Linked DNA regions of Triticum aestivum: region 2 is linked to region 1. The links are chromatin contacts, called in public HiCAR-type maps. All regions are on one chromosome and are shown on one strand. Each heading gives the region's core, a stretch centred on a gene start, on an enhancer-like site or on the middle of the called end of the contact. The rest is flanking DNA. Distances are from core to core; before and after follow the strand shown. Region 1 holds the start of LOC123123853 (U2 small nuclear ribonucleoprotein A'). Region 2 holds the start of LOC123123857 (putative disease resistance protein RGA4).

Evidence for each region. HiCAR-type assays count read pairs that join an accessible place to other places.
Region 2: a contact with region 1 is called in a HiCAR-type map of leaf, with 10 times the contacts expected there. The contact joins the promoter of LOC123123857 here to the promoter of LOC123123853 in region 1. A contact is called at or near these places in 1 of 5 Hi-C or Micro-C datasets (leaf) and 1 of 1 datasets of contacts at active chromatin or transcription factors (leaf).

The regions. Positions count from the first base shown.
Region 1 is chr5D:557,797,108-557,800,035 of IWGSC CS RefSeq v2.1, reverse strand. LOC123123853 (U2 small nuclear ribonucleoprotein A') reads right to left here and starts at 1,421. Exons shown (of 8, transcript XM_044544487.1): 1 at 1,184-1,421; 2 at 1,035-1,075. The coding sequence starts at 1,265.
Region 2 is chr5D:558,032,239-558,035,166 of IWGSC CS RefSeq v2.1, reverse strand. LOC123123857 (putative disease resistance protein RGA4) reads right to left here and starts at 1,537. Exons shown (of 4, transcript XM_044544499.1): 1 at 1,157-1,537; 2 at 1,008-1,073; 3 at 616-880. The coding sequence starts at 1,454.

The sequences.
Region 1 (2,928 bases), core at 172-2,671:
TGGCCAAGGATTACGAATCCACCAGCAGATATGTTACTCGGCTAGCATCTGGGTACCAACAGAGATAATCCCAGCACTAACATCCACTCACCTGAAAAGCACTACCGCATTACCTCCCCAAGCCTCTGTAGCCACTTCAATTGCAGCCAAGCAAATCGATAGCCAGAACTCTAAAAGGTGTGGTGATCAAGTATATAAACAGTCCTAGCAGCAACTTGTGCATGCACCAATCCTAATATATGTACCACTTGTAAAATTACTACACAATGCCAGTTTAATGCTTCACTCCTCTCAACCTTTAGCTGGTATAGCAGTGCATAAAAAACACTATTCTGAACTGTAACAACAAAATCACCACTCTTAGGAGAAGAATACAGTAAAATGCTCAAACAGTACCTATATCACGCCTTGCAAGCCCAGCATAACATTGCATAGCAGTAGCACGCATATAATGTGTACCTCTTGTACAATTACTACACGATGCATTCCAGTACCAGTCATTCCTCTCAACCGTAGCTGGTATAGCAGTAATAAAAAGCAGTAGTCTGAACAGTGACAACAAAATCACCACTCTCGGGCGCACACACTAAGCTAAAAAGCTCAAACAGTACTCACAACACAGATAGCAACTCCAGCACAATACCCACTCATAAAGGTTAAATGTCCTGCTTATTACATGGTCAGGGATTACAAATCCATGAGAAGAAATGTCACTTGGCTAGCACCGAAACCGTCAGCAACATGGGGTAACTTGAAATACAGTGCAGCATTACCCCTCCCGGCCTCTCTAGCCTCTTCAACTGCCGCATCACTAACTGGAAAAGGGACGCCAAGCAAATCGATAGGCCGCATACTAAATTCTCCCGCGTCACTTGCTACCTAGCTCAAACAGCTTCTGCCTCTGGACCCGTTCTAAGGAAGTAGTACGAATTTTCCTAGAAGCAGATTCCGCCGGCCGGGGAGGTTGGGTCGAGGAGCCCGCACCCTATTACAGCTTACAATGAGAGGAAGGACGGGTAGGTGGCGGAGCTCACCTCGGTGGCGCCGATGTTCTCGATGATGGCGATCTTGTTGCCTGCCGCCGCGAAGACCAAACGAACCACCGGTTAGACAGGGGAGAAAATGAAGGCAGAGCCCTAGATCTATCTGACGGGCGAGAGGAAGGGGATAAGGGGAAAGGAACCTCGGAGGTCGAGCTCGCGCTCCTTGATGGCGTTGAAGAAGTGCGGGCTCTTCCATATCAGGTCGGCGTTGAGCCTCACCATGGCGGCGGCGGCGGCGGTTTGGAGCGGGGAGCGGGTGGCCAAGAGAGGCGTGGCAGTCGGCGAGGGGGAGAAGAAGAACCCTAGCAGCGGAAGCCGAGGGGAGGGAGAGGCGGCGGGCGGCTTCTCGCTATGGAGATGGGCTGGGCCTGGGCTTGCGTTGCGGGTCGTCCGCGAGACCTTTAAACCCACGGAAAGAAAAAGCTCACGGACTGGCGGGCTGCTGTGATTTTAAGCCCACCCCACGAGCTGGATGTGAGCCTTTGGAAACGAAAAAAAAATGTGTTCTTTTAGGGAAGGCCATCATGGCTAGCTTTATTAAAATTAAACAATGTTTACATCGTCTACGAGCTTACTGACAACACAGCCAGAGGCTCATCCAACCAACTAAAAGAAGATTTATTACAGAAACAAAAAATTAGCTAGCGCATGAGCTGCTTGATTACAAGAACGATAACAATGCTTAAAAATGACCCTCCCGATCAAGGAACTAGTATCCACACATTTCGCAAAGATTGCAGCCGCTGAGTCCCACCATCTAGTTTGACCATTACAGAAGTTAATAACCTGTAGGGAGTCTGATTCCGCTTCCAACCGATTGAATCCAAGAGAATTAGCAAAAACTAGACAGTCTCTCATTGCCAAAGCTTCTGTAGTGATCACATCTGCAGCGAAAGGGATAAATTTGCATTGTGCCGCCACAAAGTTTCCTCTAACATCCCGTAGTATGGCCGCTGTAGCCCCCGCACCTTCATCTGGATAAAAAGCTGCATCAACATTCAATTTAATAAATTGAGGGTCTGGCTTACTCCATTTTGCTTTAGGGAAACTAGGGGTGAGCGATGACGCCCTCTGATGATTGCTCGCAATGGATAGCACTGACAACGCCCATCTCCACTGTGGTGGAACCGATTCATTATGCGTTATTTGTCTTCTGATTCACCATAGGTACCAACCTCCCACGGCTATAACCTGATTGAAGTTCAAAGATGGATGCATAGCTACTTGTTGATCCGGCAGTGAGAGTATATATTCAAAGATGGCCGAACCTGATCTGTCAACATGTATCGCTTGGTCAATGCTATGAGTTAACCCAAGATGGGACCACAAGGACCATGCATTAGTGCACAAGAATAGCAGATGTCGGATGTCCTCGGCGCCTTGATGACAGATGGGGCATGCACCATTTGAACCAACATGCCTATTAGTAAGGATAGCACGAAGCGGAATAATTCCTCGCAAAAATCTGAACTTTACACTTTACGTGGACATTGCAGCTTCCAGAGAGTACTCCATACAGTCAAAGGGGTGGATCCACTTGGGCGCCCCATCATATTTGCATGCACCCGAAAAGTATGCATCCACTGCATATGATAAGCACTTCGAACTGAAAAAATCCCAGTTCTGTTTGGGTGCCATGCTATAAAATCATCAAATCCTTGTAAGTGAATAGGTATTTGGAGTATCCTACGTGAATCAACCGGGTTGAATAAATTTGAGATCAAAATCTCATCCCATGTTCCACTCGTAGGATCAATTAGTTCACAAACTCTAGTTAATATTATCTGGCCCCGTGGCGTGATTACCTTTCTATCCGGGCTAGAAGGTATCCACGGATCCGACCAAATGTTCACATGCTCTCCAGACCCAATTCTCCAAATATAAC
Region 2 (2,928 bases), core at 288-2,787, 240 kb before region 1:
GGGGGTAATTCAAGGTTGAAATCTTTAAATACCAAAGGTTTACAAAAGTCATATGCACAAATATGTGGGACCCATTTGCATAAATTGATCTGCAAATAAGCTCAAAGTTGCTCATCTAAACGTGTACAGTGCCCATAAAATTTCAAATAATTTTGTGGGAATTTTCTAGTGTGAATGCAAGGTTGAAAATTCAAATATCAAAGTTTTGTGAAAGCGTACAGGACATACCAGTATGGTTCGATCTACTAATAAGCTGAAAGTAGCCCAGCCATAGTGGTAAAAATGTGGGTGAAATTGTTTGATTTCGAACAAAATTTATGTGTGAACACAATGTTTCGAATTGTAAACAGAGAAATTTCATAGAATGTGTAACTTCCATTTCCATTCAACTAGAATCTTTTAGAATCAAGTTCAAATTATATAAATTGGATTTGGACAAATTCAATTCTTGAGAGACCAACGAGGTGTAAAACATTTTAAAATTGATAATTGGATCCGAACTGGTTGTGTTTTGAGGAAAAGAGTCAGGATATATAGTTGAATAAAGACAAACTCACGAAAATCACAAGTTAGAAAAGGATATCTTTGATAACACCCACTGATTAAGTGCAATACCTTGAAGGGTTTAGCTGCTGGTCAGCTACTTCTCTTTGACTCGTACAACCTACACTATGGGTATGGTGTTTCAAACCTGATGTCCCATGTTTGGGTCCACAATGAACAGATTTGGCTTTCAGAGGCCTATTGTTTCCATCTGCTTCCGAGACCAGAAAGCGTTCCCATACCACAGAGGGATTGTTGCTACCCTGCCTACTTTGTATACCAATATCTCCCCTCAATTCCTCATGGACTTGCACTGCCTCAAACATGTCAGCATTATCTGTGCCATAAGAAAAATAGGAATCAGCATTGTCCTGTCCTGCTCGGCAGAACTCCCTACCATTCCTTTTGTGAAACTAGGAAGGATTCTGAATTAACACAATTTGACCTGCAGAGAGTAGGATTACCTGACGAATCTGTAGAAGGGGAGCCGGCGCTTGTAGATTGAATGGGCGTGTAATTGCACCCGATTACTACAGAAGAAGAAAAAATAAAAAATTGGATTCTATATTAACAGAAGTAGATCTGAAGGCAGGCAGGCAGGCAGTAGGGTTACCTAATGAACCTGTGGCAGTGGCAGGCGAGGTCTCAAGCAGAAGGTAGTATTGGAGGTCGTCGACCAAGTCATCGGCGTCGTAGAGCAGGTCCTTGAGGCGGGCGAGGGATCGGCCGAGCGGCTTGTTCCCGGTCGCCCTCTCCCCCACAGCATCGTACGCTATGTGGGCCATCTCGACCTCTGACTCGAGCAGCTGGATGTCATGGCCAAGCCCCTGCCGCCGAATCCACGCCTGCAGCTGCGGGATGGACAGGGTTTCCAGGATGGTCTGCGCCAGCCACCCAATCCCGTCCTCCATTCTTGAGAGCTCCCCTCCTTCTTTCTGCTCCGGAGACGCGGAGAAGAGATTATTAATTTTTCTGGGAGCAGCGGAGAAGTTTTTTTTTTTAATTAAGAACAAAGAGGAGAAGAGATGAACGCGCGATCTATATCTCGCTTACGGCGAGGGAGACGTAGCCCCGTCTCGCCTTATATTCCACTAAACCAGCTGGTCTAACGCTGTAGCTCTATGCAAACCAACCTGTTGCTGAATGGTGTGACACTTTATGGACCGGTTAAAAAAAAAGCTTTCGTATGATTTTTTGTCTTTTCTATTTCTACATGTGTTTTTATTGGTATTTTGGGGTTTTCAAAAGAAAATCTGCTTTTTCATTTTTCCCTTTCTCTTTTTTCCAAACACAAGTTGACCTTTTCAATATAGATGTACGTTCTTTAATACACGCGTAAAATGTTTTTATACACGTTAAATATTTTAAATATATGATGAACATTTTTAAAATACATGTTTAAACATTATTGAAATGAATGTTAAATATTTTCAAATACGCTTTGAGAATTCTTTGAAGGGTACAAAAATTATAAAAGGTGAATATTTGTTTGAGTTATATTACTAAAAATTTAAAAATATCATGAAATATTTTTTAAATGTATGAACATTTTTTAAAATTTCACATTCATTGTTTTTTAATGGTATTTTTCAAACTTGCACAAACTATTTTTAAAATTATATAAATTTTTAAAATGTCATGGGCATTTTTGAAATTTTATGAGCATTTTTTGAATGATACAAAAACAAGTATGTAAACATTTTTTACGTTGCATACACTTTTTAAAAAGATTATCAAGAATATTTCTTTAAATGCTTGAACATTTTTTAAACATCATGAAATTTTTGTTTGATCAGTATAAACTTTTTTAATAAAATACACGAACATTTATTTTACTCTGTGTTAACAATTTTTATATGGGCGGTGAATGTTGTTAAAAATGTAAATTAATTATTTTTCAAGTATTTATATTTTGAATAATAAACAAAGGACCTCAATAAGTCCCGGACGTTCGGAATTTAAGCATGCTAATCCGAACTCTTTTCATGGCAACTTTAATCAAGCGTTGTTGATAAACATGGCAATTTTCTGACAAAAAATCGACCTGAAACAAAGTTGCCATGTGTTAACAACTAAAGTTGCCACCTCGCAGCAACTAAAGTTGCCATAAAAAAAACGTTCGGGATGACATGCTTAAATTCCGAACGTTCGGGATTTTTCTATTCCGTAAACAAAATAAGTGTACATGTCTATTGTGTGCTTGACCTATGTGTATGTGCCTGATTGTGGGTCTGGCCCATTTAGGGAACGCCTGAGGCGAGGGAAACACACCGTCTTGCGAGTGAGACAAAGCGCTGACGGGTTGCACATAAAGAAAGGAGAGAGAACGCATTCTAGGCTGGAATTCAGACCAATATTGTGATCGCTCTGCTTCACAAACCATTA